2 separate regions of the Gossypium hirsutum genome follow, and region 1 is linked to region 2. The links are chromatin contacts, called in public Hi-C maps. All regions are on one chromosome and are shown on one strand. The core of a region is the stretch at or near the end of the contact, and the rest is flanking DNA. Distances in the headings are between cores, read along the strand shown.

Region 1 (6,115 bases), core at 1,228-3,727, 220 kb before region 2:
TGCTGAAAACCTATCTATCATATGGAAAATGTTAAAAACGAATTTATATCATGAAATGAAACTATAGGAGCCTTGTTATCTTGCACTGCCCAATAATATGTATGGACATTTGAAATAGTGAAAACTTGCCTGAAAAAAAGCAGTGCGCAGTGATGATCGTATGTATGTATCAACTCTCTCATGAGCCACATCAAATTCCTTTCTTTTTTTACGGTACTCATGCGAGATATCTTCTACCATTATCTTTGCTGATAGAACTCCCACAGAAACAACACATTCCAATAACTCAGTGTTATCACTATGAAAATAATTGTGGTAGGCAAGAAGCCTTTTCTCCGCCCAACCTAAGATTGCACTCAAAGTAGAACTCAATATCTTGGAGTAATTGGGATCTTTCATGGACTTTGAATCCTTTTCAACTTCCATCAACAGATTATTGGCAGCAAACAATAGATCCCCTTCCACTTCACCAGTAGCCACATAACGGTTAAACAATATCCACAAGAAACAAAGATTATGCAGCATCTGATTCATTCCAAGGACTACCCAAGTCTTTTTTATGAGTTCAAGAACCTCATCAACTTCTTCAATAACCGATGTTTCATCATTAACATCAAAACAAGCTTCTAACAGCATTTGGTAAATTCTGAGATTCAATGGGAATCCATCTGCCCAGTGGATAGTCTCAGAAGCAGACCCATCAAAGGTTCTACAAGCAAGAGATAAAACAATGCTCCGGAGTGCTTGCATTGATTCATTGTTTTTTCCAGTCTCCAAGGGCTTCTCGAGGGCTCCACGAATGATCTGTCGTAGTCGCTGCGGAGCAGCGTCGGTCTTGTCCAGTGGCAAGAGAGGATGCAATAGTAATCCAGCTTCAAGAAGCTTCAGATTTCTCCTTTGCCAAGCTTCATATTCTCCTTGATTCGGAAAATCCGAAGGCTTGAGTTGCTGCAACATCTCAAGTGGCAACACTACTGACTCTATCCGTCTTCCAAGCTGATAAACGTACAGCATACATACATATGTACTGTTAATAAAAAAAATAAGAAAATTTGAGCAGCAAAAAAAAAAAAAAAAAAAACATGAATGAACTCAAAACTCCACAAACATTCTCAATAATCAACAACTGTTGTTGTCCACAGTGATTCCAGCATAAATTATCAAATTAAAAAAATTAAGAAAATTAAAAGCTTCTAATTTATTCAGCTTAGCACAAATTACTTCTACGGAATTACATAACTTAAGCTTAAATAAAGAGAAACGCCAAAAAAAAAAAAGTTGCTTCTCTCAGTAAAATTGAAAGGAAAAAAAGACAAAAAAAAAAAAGGTTAATATATACAGTTTTTAACAAACCTGAGCAGCGGCAACTCTCAAAAGAGCTCTTCTAACCCTGGAATCCGTTTGCTCTGAAATTCCCATCTGAACCCTCAACATCTCTCCAATTGTAACCGCCTTTTTGACTCGTTCCGAGTCCGACTCACCACTCACTTTCTTTCTCCCAGACGATCTCAATCCCAAAGCCTTCTTCACCTTACTCGCCGCCGTCGATGTCAACGACCTTTGCAACGACGCTGTCGACGTCAGAGTCGGCGTTGCCGTCCTTTCCGAGTTCCTCTCCGACTGCGATATGTAAGTCAAAGGCTTCCCACCGGTACTCCGACAAGCTCCAACCAGAATCTCATAAGCCGTCTCACGGAGCGCCGAATCCGACAAATTCGTCGCCAACTCCCCGAAAGGACACGGCAGCGTCTCGGTCAAGAAATTAGGCATTGCCGCCGCCGCCGCCACCGTGGTCGTCGTTTGATGATGGCTGTGTCGTTTGGCTTGGCTGGAACTTCTATCCCTTAATCTACCCGACATGTTTGAGAATTGCAGAGTAAAAGAATAAATTAAAACGGGCTTAAAGATGAAGGTTTTATGGGATTGTTTACTTTACTGCCTTTTTCTTTTTTATTAGTTAAGATTCTTGCTTGACTTTAAAGGAAACAAAATGAAACTTCTGCAAAATTCATCATACAAAATTCATCATAAAATAAAAGTTTAAAACAACAAAATAATATAGACAGACAGTCAAAGAATTTGGTATCTTTTTGTAAGAAAAAAAATGGATGAGCATTAAGAAGAAAATAAATAAAATGATGGTATTGCCGTTGTCTTTGAGAGCAGCCAGCCAGACCGAGTCAGGAGCGCGTGCGGTGTAGTTTCTTCTTCTTTTCCTTTTTTAATAGAGATAATTGCTGACTCTTTCTTTAATTGAATTCCATCCTTATACTTTACAAAAATTTAAAATTTGGTCCCCCTATTCTAATTTGATACATTTTGATCATTGTAATTTATTAAAACTGGGAAATTAATTCAATTGTTTTAACCCATGTTAAATAAAGGGATTAACTTCTCAGTTTGCATAAGGTAGAGGGATAAAATTTAAAATTAAACCTTTTTGTTGGTGAAATAATTTTAATGTAGATTGGGATGTTGGACCAGTTTGACATTTAATTTACAGTTCATAATGTAGCTTAAAGTTGTTGTTTTTTTCTTTTCTAGATTCAAAGTTAATGTGAAACTCTAAGCATTCTTTGTTGGTTTGGTTTTTTTGTGGTGGAAATGGAAGAGAGGAAGTTTTTTGTTTCTCTTTTATTATGGCAATGATAATAACTTTGAAGTGGATGTGTGACCTTAAAATTCACTTAAATAGATGCAAATTTTGATTTTTCTTAATGAATTTTACTAGTAGTATTATAAAGTTTAGTTAATAACATGAATTTTTTGTTTTTATAATGAAAATCATAGATCGAGTTAGTGTAACAGGTCAATTAAGCATTAATTCAATTGAAAATTTACTAAAATATTCTTCTATATATAAAGTAGATTATATTATTATTAGATCAGCTTTATCTTTTTTATATTTTTCTATAAAATCAATTATAATGATATTTAAACTTAGAGATAAATATTAAATTTATACATAAATTTTGGTTCAATGTGTAATTTGGTTTTGTACAATTATACACATGAAACTTCAATTGTAGTTCATATGTATAATGAAACTTTATTTTGCTTCAATTGTACACATTTAAAGAAATGAATGCATACATTTATTTTCATATTGGAATAATGTAATTGTTTGTGTATGCAAAATAGTGCTAATTCGATGATGTTTGTGATTTATGAAACTTGAACCAAACCAAACCAAAATTTCATGTATAAAATCACACAAAATCAAAGTTCATGTGCAGTTTTGATATTTATCCCTTAAACCTATGATACAATGAATTTTAAATATGTAACCTTACCATCTCAATCAAAATCTCATTTAATTTCTATATCAATTTTTAACAACTATATTTGTTTAAAAAATTCACTCACATTATAGGTGCCGTAATTTTCTAGTGTATATGAAAATTTTGATTTTATAGTAAAAGCATGTGTATATTTATCCAAATTTATCCTACTTTAAATTAATCTTGTCGCTTGTGAAATCTATTTAGTTATATTTTATAATTATGTTATGTGATAAATAATTTTATTCTGATTCTCCTCATGTTTTTATAAAAAAAAAGACTTTTATGGGATTTTTATATATTTTTTTCCTTTGAGTAAACTCACAATTGAAATACCAAACGTCTAAGCCTTTTTATTATTATATTTTTCTCCTTTTTTTTTTTTAAAGATAAAAGGGCAAGTAAAGTAATAGTGTTGACTGGTGTAATAGATTAGATGGCAAACAAGTGAGAGAATGATGAGCTCAATCAACCAAAAAATATTTTATTTATTACATCTTTCAGCTTCAAGCAAATTGTTGTCAGAATATAGAATCTCAAAATAGCTTTCTTACTACAATTTGCTGCAGGGATTGAGACCAATTCTTTTTATTGTCAACAAGTTTAAAATTTGCGCTTCATTTTAAATACTATCAATAAATTAAATGGTTATTTATTATTAGAAGGTGAAGTTATTTGATTTTTTTTAAATATTTTTATAATATATTATCATTTAATTAATTGATATTTTATAAAAAAAATTTATATATAATTAATACATTAAATTTAAACTCTTTAAATTAATTAAATTTTAGTTTGATTTGTAATATAGTTGATTATGGGCTAGCCAGATCAATATAGAATTTTAGGCTCACTTTTTAAGCTTAGTCTCGACTCAATTCGAAAAATAGACTTAAATTTTTTTTCTAAACCCAGCTCATATTAAAAATGTTAAACCCAAGCCCGATCATAATAAATTTTCTAGATTATTTTTTATATAAAAACAAATCTAAAAAATATAATATATCAAATATACTAAAAATATCAAAATAAATATTTTCCAACAAATTGAAAAAAAAAAGTGTACGGGCAAGTGATTCGGGTTGGACTAGGTCGGGCCCAAGCTAAAAAAATGCTACTCAAGGCTCGATTCGTTTACAAAATGAGCTTTATTATTTGTTCAAATCCATTTTTTGAGCTTATACTTTTATTTAAATTCTCTTACTTTTCAGATCAACCTTTAAATGGGCAAATCACCTTAAAAACACATGAGTTGGAATATATTAAGGTATATGTCGGAATTTTTTTTGAAAATCGACTTTATTTTGAAAATAAAGATGAGAGTCACCACCAATCTTTTTTATGAGGTGTGATCGGGTCACCTCGTAATTTGATCGTTTTAATAAACGGTTTGATTTATTAAAACAAATATTTTTGGTCTACAAAATTCAGGAAACGGGTTCGGGAGAAGAAATCATGTAACGAAGGGGATTCTTATTTGTACAAATGGTACTTCGAGCTTGGAATGAGCATGAAGAAATTAACGATACTCCTTTATCTTTTGAGTTGTTCTGCCTGATCGGTCGCTCAAGACCTTTGGTCTCTACCCGGACCCGATAAAAAAATAGGATCACTTCTTATGGGTTCGTTGAGAATGATTCTGATTTAGTTCATGGCCTATTAGAAGTAGAAGACGCTCTGGTGGGATCCTCACGGACAGAAAAAGATTACGGTCAGTTTGATAATGATCGAGTGACATTGCTTCTTCGATCTGAGCCAGGGAATCCCTTATATATGATACAAAATAGATCTTGTTCTATCGTTGATAAGAGAAATCTCTATGAAAAATACAAATTGGAGTTTGAAGAAGGGGAAGGAGAAGGAGTACTCGACCCACAACAGATAGAGGAGGATTTATTCAATCACATAGTTTGGGCTCCTAGGATATGGCGCCCTTAGGGCTTTCTATTTGATTGTATCGAAAGGCCAAATGAATTGGGATTTCCCTATTGGGCTGGGTCATTTCGGAGCAAGCAGATCATTTATGATGAAAAGTATGAGCTTCAAGAGAATGATTCGGCGTTCTTGCAAAGTGGAACCATACAGTACCAGGCACGGGATAGATCTTCCAAAGAACAAGGCTTTTTAAAAAAAAAGTGGTGTCCAATTTTAAATACTTAAAAAAGAATAATAAATTGATAAATAGATAAAACAAATAACATTAAATTGAAGTATTTAAAAAAAGTAAAATAATAAATAAATAAATTGATAAAACAAATATGAATAATATCGAAATTAAATGCTTTAAAAGTAAAAGAATAAATAAGTGAATAAATAGATAAAACAAATATAAATAATATTAAATTTAAGCATTTAAAAAGTAAAAGAATAATAAATAAGTAAATAGATAAAATAAGTACACATAATATTAAATTTAAATATTTTAAAAGTAAAATAATGATAAATAAATAAATAAATTGATAAAAAATATAAATAATATTACATTTAAATATTTAAAAGATAAAAGAATAATGAACAAATAAATAAATATAATAGATATGAATAATATTAAATTTAGGTATTTAAAAAATAAAGAATAATAAATATATAAAACAAATATAAATAATATTAACTTTAGGGATTTAAAAAGTGAAGAATAATAATGAAATTAATATATAAATAATGAAATTAATCGAACAAAGGACTGAATTGAAATCAAAACAAAATTAAAGGCATAGATCATAATAAATAAAATCGAATGAGGACTGAAATTGAACGCGCGTAAAAGACGAGGGATTAACTGGAAAATTATTCCCTATCCCTAAAATAACGTCGTTCCCCAGGGGACTAAAATG
Region 2 (5,519 bases), core at 2,335-4,834:
TTCCTTTATCAATAAAATATTGTTCAACTACCACTTGAATTCCATTTAACTGCTTTGTTTGCATTTTTGTTGCATATAAATTGTTAAATTCTTTGCCTTTTTCCAACTTTTTGTATATAAATTGTTAAGAGAGATGAAAATCATAATTAGCCCAATCCTTGTAAAGACAGACCAAAAGAACTGAACATTGCTTACTTGCAATTTTGCATTAAAAATATATGCATGTAAAGAAACTATACAGCCAAAGATGAGATATAAAATTAGAGCAAGTTTTTATTCACATGCATGGTGTTTAATTAGTTAAACAAACAACAAATGTAAATCCTTAAACATCTTTGGACATGATCAAAGTGAGAACAAACTCAAAAAAATAGGGGTAAAAATGAAAATTAGAAAAGATTTTGGAGATGGACAGATAATATATGTACATACGTGTGGTATGGTGAGCAGCAATAAGAATATATATATGTGGTCACATGGTATATATACATATATATTTGTTAAATCCTATTAGGTAATTCACAACATTTTCTCACATTTTTCAGTGTAGTGTTTTGTTTGAGTGAGCATGTGATAGAGCAAAGACAACCTTGGTTTTTTTCTGTCTTCATTCAGGTGATTTTCTCTTTCCTCATTTTTCTTACTGTTTTTTTTTTCAATTTTTTTAGGGGTTCTTTATTGAATCTGTGCAGGGTTTTGACAAAGTTTAATGATTTTTACAAAATGGGTTTCTGGTTTTGTTTGGATCTAATTATGAATTTTTAGTTCAAACTGATTCGGGTTTGATTTTATTTTCTTAAATATCTTTATTTCTGGGAATAGATCTGGAATGTTCTTCTTTTTACTGATAAATGAATGTCGAAAATAAATTAAAATACATATTCTTGCTGCCAATTGCGATGCTTGTTCTTGTTCTTTAAACCCCTGCCTCTCCACTAAAAAACATGAGCACTTTAATTTTTGTTTAGCTTTACTTTGCAGGGTAACCATTGGCACTTCCATTATGTTTTTGTTTTCGTGTGTGTGATTTTTTAAATTAATCTCCTTTAACCATTTTTTCCCTAACATTATGATTTGGTAAGACTAATATGAAAATGGGTTTGTTACATTTTGGTAGATTGAATTCAGATTAAACCTAAAGTTCCTCTTTTTAGACGCCATCGCCGAAGAAAAATAAGTTGTTGTTTCATTGTAAAACTGTTTGGAAGTAAGTGTTCTTTTAATCTTCTTGTATTTCCTATCTGGCTTTTGTGCAGGCATGCAAGTTTAAGATGGTTCTAGCATATATTGAAGTTGTATTATGTATTCTATAATAGATGTTCTGTAGGGAGGATCGGTAGAGGTTATACCTGGAACTTCGTGAATATACTGTGAATTGATATAGAATGGAGGATGAAAATGGGCTGGAGCTTAGCTTGGGTCTATCTTACAGTACGTTGTCTGCCAAATCTAAAGGCAAAATTAGTAGTTCTTCAGATACTAGGACAGAAGAAGGCGATAAAGGCGTCGAAATTGTGGATGACTTTAAAAACTTTCTTCAAACCAGAACCCAGAAACAGGACCCTGGTGTCAGTTCTCACAGAAGTGATCCAGTGAAACCTTTGGAAAACTTCTTTAATGATCTTTCCAAGGCTGCTGGTGATGCAGAAGCCTCTGTGAACTTGAATGGTAAGCGTAAGATTTTGTTTGATGAGATAAACAATCCAAAGAAGCTTGAGAGAGAAGCTCATCATGTTGATTTATCTGAAAAACCCAAAACATCACATATCTCCATGACAACAGAAGATGGCTCTACTGCGGAGAATGAAGATGTAGCTGAATCTGAAGTTGAGGGTTCACCCTTGAGGCTAGTTTCACGTCATGATGATGGTTCCAAGCGGTTTATTGGAGTTAGTGATTCTTCTGAGGTGCCGAAGGAGGTTAAGCTTGGAAACTTGAATTACGGCAATCCATGCCCGGTTCAATCTGTAAATGTCCTGAATGTGCCATTTTCATTAACAATGAAGCATTCTAACTCTCCTGGAACCCCCAGTTCATCAGGTCATACACTACCTGGCATGATACATAGTAGGCCTTCTGGAAATGGTGAAGGGTCAGTGAATCCTGGAAACTTGCCAGTTATGTTTGGTTATTCACCTGTTCAACTTCCACTGTTAGATAAGGATAATCCCTGGGGTACGGTCTCTCACTCACCACAGTTCCAACCGATGTCTGTTGGAAAAGGTCCACCTAATTCTGATAAGCATAGTGATGGATTGAAAATATCACAAGGTATCTCTTTCTCCCTTAGCTTGAGGATAGGAAAAGAAAAAGAAAACGAGCAATATGATGTGATTAATGGATGGATGTGATTTGTAATATATGCCTACTGATCTGTTTTTTCTACACTTCATTGAGAGCTCTGAGTTATCATATATTAAAAGCATCAAGTATATACTTTCATGCATTTTGAAACCTTTTTGCCCAGACAAGAAAGTGAGATTCAAAATATTCTTGACGCTAAAGGAAAATCACTTGTTAGTATGTGTTGAATAATCTAGTACATAAATGTATGAATGAATTCTATATGATACTTATTTCAGCATTTTATTCTAAGAACTTATTATTTTTACATTTGTGCCGTAATGATTTTCAAACACTATTTTACCTTTGTGTATCATCAAGGCTACTAATTGTTAATGAACTTTCCCTTTGTCTAATGTAGCTTCTGTGCATACAATTGTGCGCAATTCCTCTGAGGCTGCACAATATAACGGTGGAACATTCAAGGAAGTCAATGGCGAAGGTAAACAGCATGCCACAGAGGAAAGCTCCTGTACTCCGGTAGACGAAGATGTAAAAGGAAGCAGCAGCATGAGTCTCAGAGCAAATGCTCCATTGGATCAACCTACAGCAGAAGGCGTAGTAACTCTTGATTTTTCAATCATAAAGCCTGGTATTGCCGCAGACCTGAAATTTGGGGGATCTGGTTCTTTTCCAAATTTACCATGGGTTTCAACCACAGGTACTGGCCCACACGGTAGAACAATTTCTGGCGTCACTTACAGATTCAGCGCAAACCAGATAAAGATTGTTTGTGCTTGCCATGGTACCCACATGTCCCCTGAAGAGTTTGTTCGGCATGCCAGCGAAGAGTGCACTGATCCAGATAATAAAAACCGTTTGGCAACATTCCCTAGTACCAATCCTGCCGGCTCTGCTCAGACCTGAAGCGTAAAATGGACATGCAATCAAGTGTGACATTGAAATACACGTGTGAGTCCTTGCTTTCCTCACTGAATATAGTTATTTGTTTCCTTTCTCAGTTGTATCACTGCTGCAGTTAAATACTGCATTTGTATGTAATAATATTTGTAGCATCATTTCTTTGTCTAATTATAATCTGAAACATCATTTCTGACATGCTTTTATAGCAGTAAAGGAGACTTCCCCACCACTTTGGTTTTATGATTCTCCTTTAGAATGCAATACGTGTTTTTATATTTATATGTATATACATATAATGCAGGCAGTTGAAGAATTTTAATGGCAGCCATGTTTATTTATAGCATGATTGGTTTTTTTATGACAGCATAAGACCACAAGTTTGGTACCGTATATTGGCTGTCTCAGAAAACGCCACCAGGGCCGAGTCCAAATTTTGTATGCAATCAAAAAGTCTCTCCACTATGTCATCACTTCTGAAATTTTAACATTTTAAAAAAGGCATGCATTGCAATATGAAATAAAAATAAAGGAAGCTGCCAAACATTAAAAAGGACGCTCTTTTAGGGGAGTGACATGTTTGTCAGGATTGGGACTATGCTTAACAAACCAATGTCAAACTACCCCCACATGGTCTAATATATATATATATATATGTACATGTTTCAGCTTAAATGCTAGGAGGGAAGCAATAGAATTCTGGGTTCTGAGAGACGTGTTCTTCAATGATTCGATCTATTTTGATCAGTTTAGTTCTTATTTTCCTTTTTTTGGTTGTTGTTGATGCACAATCGTATTCAAGTGAGACTGATGCAATTTCAGGAGATGCTGTCTCAAATTTCCAACCGAGCCTGGCGGTTGTCATAGGTATACTCTGTGTCATGTTTGCCTTGACGTTTTTCCTGCTTGTCTATGCCAAATTCTGTCACAGTGCAGCAACGGTTCATGCTGATCATCATCGTCGAATACTCAACCGAACAAGGTCTCGGTCCTCAGGGATCGACAAGAAAGTTGTGGAATCGCTTCCTTTCTTTAAGTTCTCTTCACTTAAAGGATCAAAACAAGGGCTTGAATGCGCAGTCTGCTTATCAAAATTCGAAGATATTGAGATCCTAAGGTTGCTGCCTCAATGCAAACATGGCTTTCACATTGATTGTATTGATCAATGGCTAGAAAAGCACTCAAGTTGCCCTCTTTGCAGGCAGAAGGTCAACGCTAATGACCCAACAATCTTTACATATACAAACAGCATGCGGTTCTCAATGAACCAATCTGAGCTAAGAGAAGACTCCAACATAGAGCTGTATGTCCAGAGAGAGCAAGAGCATCATGGCTCATCAAGGTTCAGCATCGGAACCAGTTTCAGAAAATCCGAGAAGGGTGATATCGAAACCAAAGTTCTAATCCAAGAGGATGTTGATGATGATGGATTCCATAAGGTCAATCATAAGATCATTGTATCTGATGTAGTTTTGCAAAACCGGTGGAGCAGTGTAAGTTCATCCGACCTGATGTTCTTGAGCTCAGAGATGCTTAACGACATGTCGAGCAACAGATTTGTGTACCTAGACATAAACAAGGAGCAGTGTACGAAAACAAGGACAATCGAAAACGAAGGAATTACGAAGATCAAAAGGGAATTGGAGATAAAGAGACTGTTAAACAAGCCAGTTTCAACTCCTGATGTGGCTTTCACATCGGATTCAGCAGCTAGTACGAGTCATGCTGCATCAAGGATTACTAACCAAGTTGAGAAAAGATCAATGTCGGATATCACTGCTTTATCGAGGTTTCAAGACGATGGTAGGAGGAACAGAAAAAGTGAGTGTTCATTGCCTGAAAGGTACACAGAGGAGGAAAGGAGAAGGCTGCTTTGGTTGCCAATAGCTAGAAGAACAGTGCAATGGTTTGCCAATAGAGAAAGGTGTGAACAACAAATTCAGGGTCCAACACACCATTTAGATGTTTGATTAATGGACTAATAGTTGCATTTTGTACATAATTTCACTAGGCAGGCACAGCTACACATTTCCAAAAAAACATTTTCCTTCTTAATTCAGTATTTTACTAAGATTGTTGTTTGCTTGTTGGCTTTTACTTCTAGAAAAAAAAGAAGAAAAAGAGCCTGCTTGCTAACCTGGTTTTCTGAATTAAACATGTAATTTATTAAAGATTGCCCTGGTGGCTGGCTGAACCAAGGAATCTTGATTTAAGAGGATCACATATGATCTGCCCATCATACAAAGTTGGTTTTGTTGAAATGTTAACTGTATCTTCCATATTTATTTTATGATGCATGTTCGAGGTTTGAAATT

Evidence for each region. Hi-C and Micro-C count contacts between places; a contact is called where the count stands out from the background.
Region 1: a Hi-C map of leaf shows a contact between it and region 2, with 2.1 times the contacts expected there. The contact joins the promoter of LOC107901179 here to the promoter of LOC107901270 in region 2. A contact is called at or near these places in 3 of 34 Hi-C or Micro-C datasets (all in leaf).

What each region holds. Positions count from the first base shown.
Region 1 is chrD06:11,801,767-11,807,881 of Gossypium_hirsutum_v2.1, reverse strand. It overlaps LOC107901179 (protein unc-13 homolog), which reads right to left and starts at 2,477. Exons shown (of 5, transcript XM_041095682.1): 1 at 1,354-2,477; 2 at 130-996. The coding sequence starts at 1,860.
Region 2 is chrD06:11,578,924-11,584,442 of Gossypium_hirsutum_v2.1, reverse strand. LOC107901270 (E3 ubiquitin-protein ligase ATL42) reads left to right here and starts at 3,584. Exons shown (of 1, transcript XM_016827197.2): 1 at 3,584-5,487. The coding sequence starts at 3,930. The coding sequence ends at 5,174. LOC107901272 (ninja-family protein mc410) reads left to right here and starts at 245. Exons shown (of 4, transcript XM_016827201.2): 1 at 245-615; 2 at 1,257-1,668; 3 at 1,783-2,271; 4 at 2,705-3,436. The coding sequence starts at 1,386. The coding sequence ends at 3,210. It overlaps LOC121218476 (putative B3 domain-containing protein At4g03170), which reads left to right. Exons shown (of 1, transcript XM_041095679.1): 1 at 1-54.